2 separate regions of the Sus scrofa genome follow, and region 2 is linked to region 1. Evidence: chromatin contacts called from public Hi-C data. All regions are on one chromosome and are shown on one strand. Each heading gives the region's core, a stretch centred on a gene start, on an enhancer-like site or on the middle of the called end of the contact. The rest is flanking DNA. Distances are from core to core; before and after follow the strand shown.

Region 1 (6,606 bases), core at 527-3,026:
CGTGCCCATGGCAAGTGAATGTTTCCCGGCCAGGGACTGAACCCCAGCCACAGCAGTGACAATGTTGGATCCTTAACCCACCGGGCCACCGGGGAACTCCCCCTTTGGTCTTCAAAGGAACCAAAAAAGGGGAAAATGTCTTTGGGGCTCAAACGTTTTCTAAATCTGCAACGATTTCCTTGTTCTTGCTTTCAGCACCTCAGAAGGGGGCGTGGATGTGGGATCCCTCCCGGAATTCCTAGGACGCGTGTTAATACGCCCTGTTCCAAGGACTCTCCTGGGCTGAAGATAAGGGGCCTCCCTGCACAGCCACTCCCACTGGAGGGAAATGGGGTGATAACGTGTGGCTCTAAAGAGGGAGGTGCTGCTCTTTCGACTTTATAGCAGAGAAGGTCGGAAGGCCCGTTGTCTGGAGCTGGAGCACGTCGAGGGCGCACAGGCTACTCTTAAGCGCTGTTATCTCAACTGGCAAGTTTTCGCCTATGTTTATAATCTGGCGGCATCCTCACCAGAAATCTGGAAGTTGGGGATTTTATTATTACTTTCACCATTTTCCAGCTGAAATGCAGCGTTTCCTTCTATTTTGAACGTAGGCTTCAGACCGGCACAATTGCAGCAGCATCTGTGATAGACTCAGCAACGGGAATCATGGATCTTTTTCACGTCCTAGGACAGTTTGGGCTGATATCTTAAAATACCTCATCTCATCAGTACTTCAGAGTATGACAGCTTTTATCTTTGTCTTTTTTTTTTTTTTTTTTTTTTTTTTTTTAGGGCCGCACCCACGGCATATGGAGGTTCCCAGGCTAAGGGTCTAATCGGAGCTGTAGCCGCCGCCTATGTCAGAGCCACAGAAACACCAGATCCAAGCCGCCTCTTGGACCTACACCACAGCTCACAGCAACACCAGATCCTTAACCCACTGAGCAAGGCCAGGGATCGAACCTGCGTCCTCATGGATGCTAGTCAGATTCATTTCCACTGAACCATGACAGGAACTCCTAATTTTACTTTTAAAATTTTTTAAATTCTGTGGCCGAATTTCAGGCCTGAGGAAGTTCCTGGGCCAGGGATTGAACCTGTGCCTCCACCAAGCTGCTGCAGGGGATTCTTAACCCACTGCACCACGACGGGAACTCCTGCAGTCCTCTTAATTCCTATGTTCCATTGTTATTGTATCGACATTCTTTTATTATTTTTGATAATGGCATTTCACAATAATCAGCTTAATTCATAATACTGTCTTCTGTAAATATTTAATGCATGTTTTTGAATTGAGATATGGTTGTTATATAATATCACGCAAGGTTTAGGTATATAACTGAGTGACTCACAGTTTTTAGAGGTTCTATGGCACTTATAGTTCTTAGGTAATATTGGCTGTATTCTCTGCACTGTATCATTTATCCTGTTAGCTAGTAGTTTGTCCCTCCTAATCCCCTCCCCCAATGTGCCCCCCGCCCCGCACCCCCGCCCCGGTAACCACAGTTTGTTCTCTGTCTGTATACTCACATTAAACCGAGCTTCTGAAGGGAATCTCGGTTTTTCTGTGGCATCAGGCGTCTCCCGCAGGTTAATTATTTACTCTTGCTGTGGTTTCCAAAAATCTTTTGACGTCTCTGAGCCGAGGATCTGTCTTGGCTTTGGACTTTTGTAAAGAAAGGAGTCTTGTATAGGAAAAAAACATGCCACCTCCCCCAGCCCCAGTCCACTAGGGAAAGTTCTTTAAACTGTTCTGGGAGGCAAGGGTTAAGAGGCTGCCAACAGGTCTGTTTACTGACATTGATGACTTGGGTGTGAGTTGGCCGGTCAAGGTCAAACTTCAGGAGGTTGATCCCAGTTGGGCTGCTGGGCTGGGAGGAGAATCTGGACCAGAAGAGCTCGGCCCAGCCGCTTATACCCAAGGAGAGGGCTTTTCAAGCGAGGCCAAAGCCCAGCCAGCAGGGATATGGCCACCTGCCTGTGTCTTCAGTGCGTCTGGGGTCCGCTGCCTGCGGCCCAGTCTTGGGTATGTCACCGGCTGCTTCTTGGCGGGGGGGGCTTGGTCAGGTGTTTTTAGGTTGAGTGAACCCAGGTCACATGTCAGAAGCACATGGCATTTGGGAAAAGAGGGCTCCGTTTTGGGATTTGCCTCAAAGTTCCCATTTGTTTTTTCCAGGCATCTCAGTGTCTTCTGACAAAGCATCACTGTTTGAACGTGAGCTGAAATCTGAGGGGGTCCCCCGCCCCCCATTCTGCCCTCCCTCTCTGTACTTTTGCAAGGAGAAAAATGGACATTTCAATGATGGATTATGATTCTGATAACTGATTTCCGCAACTCCTGGTATATTCGGTTCCCCTTAGAAGGCGTGCTTTCTCCTTTCACGCCCCCAGGGGGGCCGTCCTGAGTGGGGGCTGCCTCTCGGTCAAGCTCTGATTTCCCGCCCTCTGCACTCCTCCTCCACCCGCCCCAGCACTTCCTGGAGTGGGTTTGCTTGCAGAACTTGGTACCTGAACAACTAAGACAATTGCTGGTTTTCCTAAACCCATTTCTTTTCTTTTTCATTTTTCTTTTCTTTTTTTTTTGCATTGGTGAGGAAAGCAGGCCACAGGTTGCATAAGTGCAAACACAAACCGAAAAACCCAACTGCACGTAGATTTTGCGAGCAGATGATTTTTTTTGCCTGTAATTTTATCGTACTTCTGTTTTTCCAGCATAGTGTTTCTGAGCCTTTCTGTCGTAAACCAGGTAGTAATATAAATGGTTTTCCTCTCACAGAGTGCTTAGGTTGTCTGTGCCGTTTGATTTAGTTAATTTAGGTGAACTATCCATAATAACCAGTCGTTCATAGGTATGTAATGCAAAAATGTTTCATTGTTCCCTGATTGCTCTCATATTTTCCCACGGTGTCACAGGAAAAATTTTAATCCACCCTCTTAGGTTCTTTTCTGGATGTGTGGGAATGAAACGGACAAAAGTCAGATGAGAGACAAGACAGATTTGATTAAGTGGGAGTTGACGGAAAGCCCTGACTGCAGGAAGTGGTTAGCAGTGGGGGTTTATAGCGCATCCCAAGGAGCGGGAGGTGGGAAGGGGCTTTTAGAAAAGATGAAGGGCCTGCAGGACCACAGATGGGGTCGGACGGTTTGGTGCCTGAGTCTGGTTGGGTGGTGGCTTCTCCCCTCGGCGCCTGGTCGCAAGAAGGCGCATCCTGTCCCAAGAGAAGAGGTTACAACAGCGGAGCTCTGCCTGTTCGGCAGAAGACCAAGCTGGTGGTTTTTCTTTTTTCTGTGCTTTGTTTTGGCTTCGGTCTCCAAGTTGGAAGTTCTATTTCCGAGTAACAGCCAGCGTTACCTGCCCCTCCCCCATATGCAAAATACTGAAAGATGCACGAACCAGAAAATGACAAAGAGAAGCAAGTAAAAAAATAGGATGTCATGGATGGGCTGAAGTATCGAACTATTCTACACACAGAAGTGGTCAAGAAGTCCTTCTCTGACCTCTTTTTTAGAAAAGCCTCCTCTTTTTTTTTTTTTTTTTTTTTTTTTTTTTAAATCTCTTTTGGCTGCGTGTGGAGTTCCCTGGCCCCGGGATCAGATCTGAGCTGCAGGTGCAACCTACGCCGCAGCTACAGCTACACTGGCACCTCAACCCACCCCACGGGGCCAGGGATGGAAGCCGAGTCCCAGTGCTCCTGAGACGCCGCTGATCCCACTGCGCCGTAGCGGGAGCTCTTAGAAAAACCTGGTCTTAAATGCCCTCTGCTCATACTGGTGTTTTTGCCCCAGGGCTGTATCCTGGACCCTGCAGAGGTGACATGAAGGACAAATAGTGGTCCAGGCTGGCAGACAGCAAAGGAGCGGTGATGGCTGAACCCTGCTGTCCCTTGAGCAGAGGTGACTTGGTGTATGGGAGACATATGGCTTAGGGGACAGAGATTACAAGCCCGTGGCTGTCTGTGTTGCTAGCTGTCTGCCTGTCCCAGGGCCCATCACCTCACTCCCCAGGTCTCAGCTCTCCTGGCTCAGCTGCCCCGTTAGCAGGAGATGGGCCTCCTTGGGCAGCCATCAGGGTAGGGCTGCGGGCACCTGGGCCAGGGTGGCCTCTCTGCCTATTCTGCAGTCACAGGACCGGCCTGGTTAGTGCAGCCCTTGCCAACCCTGCTCCATTTGATTCTGGCTCCGTTTGATTTCCATTTTGTTATTAGGTAACGTCTGGGGACGGAGGGGCAGAGGCAGCAGGCTGGGGGGTCTGTGCCTGCTACTTCTGCTCCCCCTCCCCCGCAGAGCCTCCTGGAGCCCACACTTGAGGGTCTGCTGAGATGGACTTATCTTCAGGTCAAGTGAAGCCTGGGATGGTTCGGCCTTCTAAGCGCAGTGGCTGCGGGTGCTCTGACTCCCCACTGTCCGCTTCTGTTGCCAAAATCCGGCCTCTGTCTGCTGGTGCCAAATGGAAACACAGAGACAGAGTTTGGGGTAAAGGAGAAAAAGGTAACTTTACTGCTTTGCCGGGCAAAGGGGGCCACAGCAGGCGAATGCCTTGAAGATTCTGTCCGCCTTGGAAGGGGCCAGGAGGTGGTTTTATAGTTTGGGGAGTAGAATCAGGATCAGGGATCCGGGGAGAGGCCAGTTGGCATTGTCTTTCAAAGCTGGTGTTTTGTGGCCCCAGGACTGGTTCTGGTGGTCCGCCTTCTTCCCAGAATGAAGATGCTTCATCAGGTAGTGCGTCCCTTTGTTGGGGGTTTTAGTTCTGCAGAAAGGCTCAAAGATACTGTTGTGTATATTCCTTGAGGAGGAACCAGGACCTGCCCCAGGGCTGCACGGCTCCTCCCTGGTCTCTGCGTCCCCTCCCTTCCCTGAAGAGCAACTGCCCTTTGGAAACTCCGGGAAGATCACGGAGGCTGAGGCTTATTCCCTAAAGACAAGCCACGGAGGACACAGAAAGGCTTGTGTCCCAGGAGCCCCTAAGGGCCCTGCTCGGTTACACTCCCAGGACCCAGAAGGGGACAGTGGCAGAAGCCAGTGCTCAGACCTTCAGTACCTGGGTTACAGAGCCAGTTGTCGCCCTGCCACACTTTAGCAGAGGGCTGCCCTTTGGCAGACGTCATGGTTTGGGGTTTTTCTTCCCCAGGGACGTTGCATTGCCTCTGAAAAAATGACTTGAAACATTAGAAAACAGTGCGGAATTCAGGATTGTAGGCTCCACCTGTGGGGCTGGCTGGTCTGGAGTCTGAGATCCAGAAAGGTTACTTAGGGCTGGTTCCGGTGCACCCAGCTAGTTAGCAACTGATCTAGTCCTGGGAACCCTGGGCACCACTTACGCTCCCGAGTGTCGGGCTGAGCAGCCCAGACGTAATGTGCTTCAGGCACCTCTGTCCCAGACAGAAGATGCCTCCGGCAGGCAGGTGCAGCCTGAGGGCTTTTCTCCTTTAGCATTACGTGTATCTGGGACACCTCGTGTCATTAGAAGTTATTTCTATGAACTCACCATATGGTGCTGGTTTTCTTTATACCTTTGACCAGGGCTCAGCCCGCACCACCAGACGTCTATACTGAAATGAGAGTTTTATTTATTTATTTTACTTTATTTTCCCCGCTGCCTCGACGCCATGCTTTGTGCCCCTCGAAGCGCCTTCCCCGGGACAAGGGGAAATTCGGGTTTTAACTGAGCCTCCAGTTCAAGGCGGATTTGCCGGTTCTCATCCACGCGTCTTTCCAGCGCACAGACACCTCGAGGGGGCTGGGGAGGGGGCAGGCAGGCGGGCCTTCCCGGATGTCCTTGTAACGTGTTCGCCTTTGGAAAGGTTGTGCCTGAGGAGTCCTGGAGGCCGGCCTCGCCCCCCGAGGAAGAGAGGACGGAGGCTCAGAGGATGACCAGGAGGAGGTGGGGTTCCGGGACGAGGGCCAGGCCCCGGCCGCTCTCCGACTACGGCCAGTTGGTCAGCCGAAGTGTGTCCATTCCCGAGGACTCCATCGCCACAGACCCCCAGAGAGAGGACACAGAGGAGGGAGTCCAGCAGCCCAGCCGGGCCTCCACCGACCCTGCGGACCAGACCCCTGCGGGGGGCGGCCCCCGAGGGGGCCCCAGACGCCGCCCCATTTCCGTGATCGGCGGGGTGGGCTTCTACGGAAGCAGCCAGACAGAGGACGCGGAGACCCTTCTGCCCCAAGTAAGCCCGGGCTTTGCGGCCACCAAGCCCCCCGCCCTCCAGCCTCCCGGCCTCTCTCCTCCGGCTGCAGACTCTTAACAGACACGCTTCCTTCCTCCTCTCCGCCTCGAGGATGCTGGCGTCTGCTCACCTGCCTTTCTTCCTGACTCTGAAAATGTGCATGAATAGAACTGACCCCCTGACACTGGGATGTCTCTTACTAACCTTCTGTCTTTCTGGGATCACGAAACTGGTGTGCGCTTTGTTCTAAGTCATCTGGGGACAGTGAGTTGGTGAGTTTCCTGAAAGAAGAAATCTGGGAAGAGAAAGTGCCACTTATCCTTAAAACGTAGAGAAGAAAATAAATGGATTTTTTAGGAGATAAGAAAATAATGTGTATTTTTACCATTTTCTTACTCTGTATAAGCAGCTTTGTCACTGCTTTGACAATAGACTAAAATCCGAATATCATTCCCTT
Region 2 (7,080 bases), core at 2,229-4,728, 130 kb before region 1:
TACTGAGAAATAATCTTTTATGTTATGTATGTATTTATTGACCGCTAATGGCACGTGGAATTCCCAAGCCAGGGATCGGATCCGAGCTGCAGTTGGGACCTACAACTCCGGATCCTTAACCCACGGTGCCGGTCCAGGGATGGAACCTGCGTCCTTGCGCTGCAGAGACACCGCCAATCCCTTTGTGCCACAGCAGGAACTCCCGATCTTATCTTTAAATTCAGAATGGACCAGCACCTTCCTATCAGACCCTATCAGTAGGGACCTTCCTATTGATACGGAGAGTGTGTGTGTGTGTGTATGTGTGCGCGTGTGTGCGCATATACACTTAAACATTATATGAGACATAAGTCCTCCCGGCCGGTTGTGGGGACTCCCCATTTCCAACTGAGAACTGGTCTCCGTGGACACCAGCCTTATGACAAAGGGGAGCTCTTATTTTAAGGAACTCCTTGGACACAATGGAGTGTGACTAATTTCTCTGCAAAGGACATTATCTTGTAAGAAGAAGGCAGATGCCCAGCGTCTTGGCCTTGGTCCCCACCACCTCCCCTGGGGGAGGCCAGTACCCAGAGTCCCGCTCCCGCTCCTGATTGCGTCAAGCCCCGCCCAGCTTTTTATCTGTAAGACTCGTCTCCTGTTTTCCATGGAAAATTGTTCCACGGAGCTTCCTGTAGGGATATTTTGGGACTAAGAACCTTGGTTTTTGAAATTTTTTTCCCTTCTGTGTGGCATGATAGCTCTGATTCTTGATTCTTTGGAATTTTCTGTCTCCCCTGCTGCTCTTTAGTCTAAAACATAGCAGACTCTCGCTTAGCATCTTGTTTCAGGCGTATGGGACTCATCTGCACCTACTGAAAAAGGTCTTTACCGCCGCGATATTTTCATTTTCGGTATAAAACAGCAAGTGTTTCAGGAGCGAGAATGTTTTGTTTGCTTGCATTTTGTTATCCTGACACGCAGAAAAGCTCTCGTGTGAATTAAGTTTGCCTACAGCTGCAGAGCTAGAGATTCCTTTCTTCCAAGTCTGTTAGACCTGTTTTCCTTTAAGGCTGGAATGTGAGTGTTACCTTCTTTTTCATGAAGCAGTGCCACGATGGGAAAGGATGAATTTGAGGCTGTGGAAAGTCACCGCATTTAGATGCACATACGCAGTGAACTCCCTCTCGGCGCTCACGGTTCGCGGGTGATTTGCCCGGAGCGCCTGCATATTAACGTCCAGGTAGAAATGATGTGGGACGTAAGGGTTGACACCACGCGTTGGAGCCGCGAGGCTGGGCGGCTCTAGCCCTGGACCTCAGGTGTCTCACTGGGCAGTCGGGCTGAGAATCCTGCACCTGCCTTGCTATGGGTGGCAAGTGCAGGGCGGTACTTCTCTCTCCGGCCACTAGGTGTCGCAGAAAGCTCACTCCTGCTGGGCTGAGGTTCGCAGGGCGTGGTGGGGGGAGGTTGGTTGGGGGTGGAGGGGGCGGGGGCTGCCGCCTGTGGTCACTGGCTCTGCAGACTTTGTCCTTTGCAGGTTTTGTCTTCCCCAGGAGGTGAGCAAAGCAATGCTTTGGTCCCAAGTTTGGAGTTGGTGGGGACTGGTGATTCAGCCATCTAGACTCAGACAAGAATTTTTAAGAGACACCCAAACAACCCCTTCGCTCTCCTGATGGCTGTTTGAACCCTGGCTGGGAACCAGAACTCTTCCGGGAACAGATTATCATGTGGGCCACGAAATGGGAATTTACAAGGATTTTTTCAAACATGAACTAATGGACAGAGGAAGAGTTATAATGTATCCGTGGATAATGTATCCGCTTACAGTGTAGACACCTTCGGAAATGAAGTGGTGGGGCGGCCCAGGCGTCCCTCTTGTCCCGGGTCTCTGGGGGCCCCCGGATAGCAGGTGGCTTGTGCCCGGGGCAGTGGGCAGAGGGGAGCGAGGAGGGCGGAACAGACCCACAGAGCTGCCACTTCAAGCACCTGCTGCTCCCGTGGGGGAAAGCCTTGTTCCCACCACACTCCCCACGCACCCCCCCCAGCAGCCCCCGGGGGCGGGGGCGGGGGCCTAGGCCAGGAGTTCATCTGACCAGGGGAGGAGGGAAAACCCTTCTGGAGATTTAAAGAGACCTTCACGTCCATTTGTGATCATTTTGGACAACGTGTCCAGTTGAACAAAATAAACTCTCTCCCAGTGAGTCTTGAAGTGGGGGGCATTCTGAGGAATGACCACCCAGCCTCTGTTGGAAGTGTCAACAGTGAGTTATTAGAAATGGCAGCACCGGACAGAAGCTTCTGATTTAGGATGGAAAGTTGTGTGGCCGTGCCAGGGTCGTAATACTGATCAATCCGTCAGTAAGGGCGCCAACTCCTCGTGGTACTATGCCCTCTGGAACTTACACCATAAGTAGGAATTTCTGTTGTGACTCAGCGGGTTAAGAACCCAACCTGCTCTCTGTGAGGATGCAGGTTCGATCCCTGGCCTCGCTCAGCGGGTTAGGGATCCGGCCTTGCCCTGAGCTGTGGTGTCGGTCATAGATGCGGCTCAGATCTGGCGTTGCTGTGGCTGTGGTGTCGACTGGCAGCTGCAGCTCCATTTCGACCCCTAGCCTGGGAACCTCCCTATGCTGCAGTTGCAGCTGAAAAAAAAAATAAATAAATAAGTAGATTCAACTGGTTACTTTTCAGAAGGTGTTGTTATGACTGTGATTTTACGTTATAATTCAAATTTTCTATGAACCACATAATACTAGTTGCTCTACTTCAAAATGTGAACGCCAAGAAAGCAAATGTGCCTTCTCTTATTTTACATAGTTGGAGGTTTCGGTCAGCAAACCTCTGGCCTCAGCCGTCTGAAGGATGACGTGCCACACAGAGTAAAGGGGCCTCGGCCTGTGGTCTGCGTGTGTATGGCATGCAGCGTATATGCTCGTGGGAATATTATATTTTTGTGTGACACGCACTTTCTGTGGTGTATTCTCATACTCTCCTCCCTCTCCCCTCTTCCTCGGGGTTACGGACGTTGCTCTGAATCCATCCCTTCATCCTTGCACAGCAGAGTGTTGACGGTCAGAGACTCAGGTGCTAAGGCCCTACCAGCCGACTGACCCTGGCCGGGCCACCACCCTCCTGCGGCCTGAGTCTTCTCATTTGTCCAGGAATAAGGTGGGATCCCAACCTTGAAATTGCTTGCCAAATCTAGGCGCTCTTGGCTGTCCCAGTCCTCTGCCAAGTGGCCTCTAAAAGCTCGTGTCAGTTGCCTGAGCAGTTCTGTCTGCTCCCTCCCGGATGCAGAATAAAGCAATTGCAAGACTTTTGCTCAGTGACCTTGGCAATGTCAAATCTTGTTCTGGAAAATGTCTTTTGACTGTTGGGGTTGGAAGGAGATATAAGGATATTGCATATTTACGTGGGCGGTCTCACAACGAAGGGACAGAGTAGCAGAAGGTTTTACCGCTGGAGAAAACCAGCCCATTTCTCTCTGCAAAGCCCTGTACGGCGTTAGGGCGGGTCTGTCATAGCTGGGCCTCATGATGGGAAGCGGGGGAGGGAGCTCGTAGGCCTTGCACCGGTGTTGACACGGTTGAAGGGAGGAAATCAATCACTTTTTACCAAATGAGAAAGGAAGTTAAAACTACAAGTACACAAAGAACAGAAGTGTCTGGAACAGCTTCAATACAGGGTCTGCTGTCTGCCAGCCTGAGTATATTATGACTGGCCAGAGATGCCCCCGAAAGTTCCAGAAAGGGGCAGGCGGGCAGAGCCTAGAGCCTGGCTCAACAAATCAACCTGTGTTTGTTTGTTTGTTTTGTATTTTTAGGGCTGCACCTTCGGCACATGGAGGTTCCCAGGCTAGGGGGTGGAATCAGAGCTACAGCTGCCGGCCTACCCCACAGCCACAGCAACACCGGATCCTGAACCCACTGAGCGAGGCCAGGGATCGATCCTGTGACCTCATGGACACTAGTCTGATTCGTTTCCACTGAGCCACGATGGGAACGCCCTGTGTTTGGATTTTGAAGGTGGTGAGAGCGTAAATTGAACCTTGGGGTCGTCGTGAGTTTTCCATATAAAATGTACAGTGTGTTGAATCCTCCCTCCCCCTGCCCGTGGCTCCGTGTTCTTCTGTCCCGCGTGTCAGCCCCGTGCAGGTGGCGTGTCGGCCCGCAGAGCCAGCACAGAGAACACCTATACACCTGCGTGCCCGAGCCAATGGCAAGACGGTGTCTTTTGACAGCTCGTCTTCTGAGCTGGGCACACACAGCACTTAAAAGACCAAGACCCACGTCTGTGTTTTGGGAGAGATGTGAGGCTAAGAGAAGCAGGATGCTCTGTGCGCCTGGCCAGACGAGCAAAGCGATGTGGGTGCCCCTCCCTCCCCCGCCCTTCACCTTGGCCTCCAGGCCCCGCATCCCGGCTGCCATCCCCACACCCTACGCGGCTGCCAGCCTCAGAGGGAGGCTCCCATCACAGCCTCTGGCCCCCCTGGGAGGCCTCGGCACAGCAGCCCTGTCGCCCAGGGCCCACGACTGCCCCACCAGAAGGCGGGCTCCACGTGGGGGGTTCTGTGCCGGTCGCGTCTGCGTCCTCAGTGCCAAGCCGCCATCTGGCACAGAGGAGGTACCCATAAATATTCATGGGGCCAGCCGGTGAATCACTGTCAGTCCGCCTCCGTGGCCAAGACGGAAGCCCTCTGGCCATCCGCCAGCCCCTTGTCGTGACCCCGAGCTGGCCTGGGCTTCCGGCCCCCTGGCCTGGGGCCTCCACACCCCTCCTCCTCTCTGGACTCTGGCCGCAGGAAGACACACCCCTCAACATCGTCCCCAAGTGCCCCCCCAATGCCTGGAACCCTGGCTGTCACCCAAGAACACACTGCCCCAAGCGCCCTCCTCCCCTCCCCACTTCCTCTGAACGAGGGTCAGCACCCGCTTCTGTTTCATCCCGTGTAAAACCAGACAAAACTCTGCTCTCTACGGCCGCCATCGGGCCGCGAAGCCACGTGCTGTGTGTGGGGCTGTGCTAACTCCCCACCGAGGGCCTCCGCCCCGAGGGCCTCCTGTGCCCCTCCCCGGGGGGGCCTCGATCCTCCCGTCACGACCCCTACTCTCTCCTGCACCTGCTCTTCAGCTACACCAGACCCACCCCACACACTGCTTTCCTCTGTGAATTCACCATCCTGTCCCAGAAAACTGAAGAAGTCCTTGAGCTCCCAGTCAGCGCATCAGCATAAAAGCAGCAAAACCTGGAGTTCCCGTCGTGGCTCCGTGGTTAACGAACCCAGCTGGTATTCATGAGGACGCAGGTTCGATCCCTGGCCTCGCTCAGTGGGTTAAGGATCTGGCATTGCCACGAGCTGTGGTGCAGGTCACAGATTCGGCTCGGGTCTGGCGTGACTGTGGCTGTGGTGTAGGCTAGTGGCTACAGCTCCGATTCGACCCCTAGCCTGGGAACCTCCATATGCTGCAGGTGCAGCTGAAAAAGACGGGGAAAAAAAAAGAAAGGCAACAAAACTTGCTGAAAACGACTCACCTCCTGGCTCCATCAAGCTGACGTGTCATGATTGGGTGACTGGGTGACACTTGGATTTAAAGCATCACCATTAAATTAAAGGAAAAAGAGTAGCCTCACCGGAGAAATCTGGCAGGCAGCACCTTAACCAGGTGACAGAGCTACCGTCACCATGGATGTTCTTGTCCTGAGCGCACGTTTCCCTTTCCTGAGACAGTCCCCAAACCCAAACCTGGCCTACTGAGGAGGAAAATCCCAGACAACTCAGCTGGCAGGAAATTGTGGAAGGCACTGCACCACCCCCTTTAAAACTGCGGTGGAACAAGAAAAGCCTGAGAAACTGTCCCCAACCAGAGAAGACGCAGGCGCTGTGACAGCCCCGTGCAGCGTGGCATCCGGATGGGAGCTTGGAGCAGAGGAAGGGGCATTTGCCAGCCGTGTCGAAATCCCCCTGGAGCTCAGGTCATAGCTGTCACCATCTCAGGTTCAAATGCCATTGGCCATGTAAGAGGTTAATAGTTGGTGAAACTGAGTGAGGGACATACGGGAACGCTCTGTACGATCTTTGCAGCTTTTATGTAAAGCTAAAAGTCTGCCAAAAGAAAGAGTCTGTGCGCCAAAAGGATGCTTGAATTGACCCAGGTTAGATGGCAGATGTGGCTTGGATCCAGCATTGCTGTGGCTGTGGTGTCGTAGGCTGGCAGCTGCAGCTCCGGTTCAACCCCTAGCTTGGCAACTTCCATAGGCCGCACGTGGGGCCCTACAAAAGCAAAAAAGAAATAGCCAATATTAAGCCTAACTCTTCGTATAGATAAAAAACTGTAAGAAGATTAAGGAGGGTTATGTAAGTAAATTCACACATGATGAAATTTCACTGTGTATGAAGTTAAAAAGTCATTAGCATGAGAAGTGAAGGCTAATAATTCGTTTTAAGTGAGCAGTAAGGAGAGCAGGCGGTATCGTGTTTCACTAACTACTTCTTGTTTCTCACCTCAGGAAAAGAATCTTAGGGGAGAAAAAGCTACTGATGTGACCTAAGACTGTTTTTGTTTCAATGATGAGACTTGCCCACACAAACAATTCTGTGTTTCGTCATTCATTTTGCTATTCCTGTCATATTACCAGTTCAGTCATTCTTGCCAGTGTTTGATCTTCACCCATGACCAGATGCTTCTGGCTACGGTGAAAGGGTAAAAGTAGGGGATGGGCAGGGTTGAGGGGCTGACCCCCAAAAGGGGACCAACAGCTCAGATCTCAGTGGCCAAAGGGGGGGTTCCAAGTGTGGGTTCACTCCGGGACAGTAGCCCCACCTGCTTGAGATCTGGGGGCAACATGGCAGAGGGCCTTGTGGTGAGCGGCTCATTGGCCTAGGATTTGCCCTGGCGAGGTGACGCAAGGGACCCTGTCCCAGCCCCAGGACATCCTTTAGCTCAGGGGTGTCCCACATACTGACTGCTGTCCAGGGCAGAGCTCCAGGGCAGGGCGGCGTGGCTGACAGGACGGGTCCCAGTGTGTTGGTGTAAGCAGACCAGGCAGACCACGTGTTGCAAGTTACAGAAAACCCAGCCGATTGGGTTGCACGGTAGG

Evidence for each region. Hi-C and Micro-C count contacts between places; a contact is called where the count stands out from the background.
Region 2: a contact with region 1 is called in a Hi-C map of fetal liver, with 2.3 times the contacts expected there. The contact joins two enhancer-like sites. A contact is called at or near these places in 3 of 5 promoter capture datasets (fetal liver, fetal skeletal muscle and liver), 26 of 47 Hi-C or Micro-C datasets (adipose tissue, alveolar macrophages, blood and 13 more) and 2 of 2 datasets of contacts at active chromatin or transcription factors (alveolar macrophages and skeletal muscle).

What each region holds. Positions count from the first base shown.
Region 1 is chr11:2,850,206-2,856,811 of Sscrofa11.1, reverse strand. It overlaps SPATA13 (spermatogenesis-associated protein 13), which reads left to right. Exons shown (of 18, transcript XM_021065472.1): 8 at 5,784-6,149. Among named protein-coding and RNA genes, the nearest start is that of MIPEP, 63 kb to the right of the region's middle. Within about 2 kb of position 1,776, at least 11 of the 83 cell types and tissues checked have an H3K27ac peak or open chromatin away from gene starts, as enhancers often do. A contact at or near this core is called in fetal liver and liver, where this site is marked.
Region 2 is chr11:2,984,224-2,991,303 of Sscrofa11.1, reverse strand. The region is part of intron 4 of SPATA13 (spermatogenesis-associated protein 13); the gene reads left to right. Among named protein-coding and RNA genes, the nearest start is that of AMER2, 140 kb to the left of the region's middle. Within about 2 kb of position 3,478, at least 30 of the 83 cell types and tissues checked have an H3K27ac peak or open chromatin away from gene starts, as enhancers often do. A contact at or near this core is called in fetal liver and liver, where this site is marked.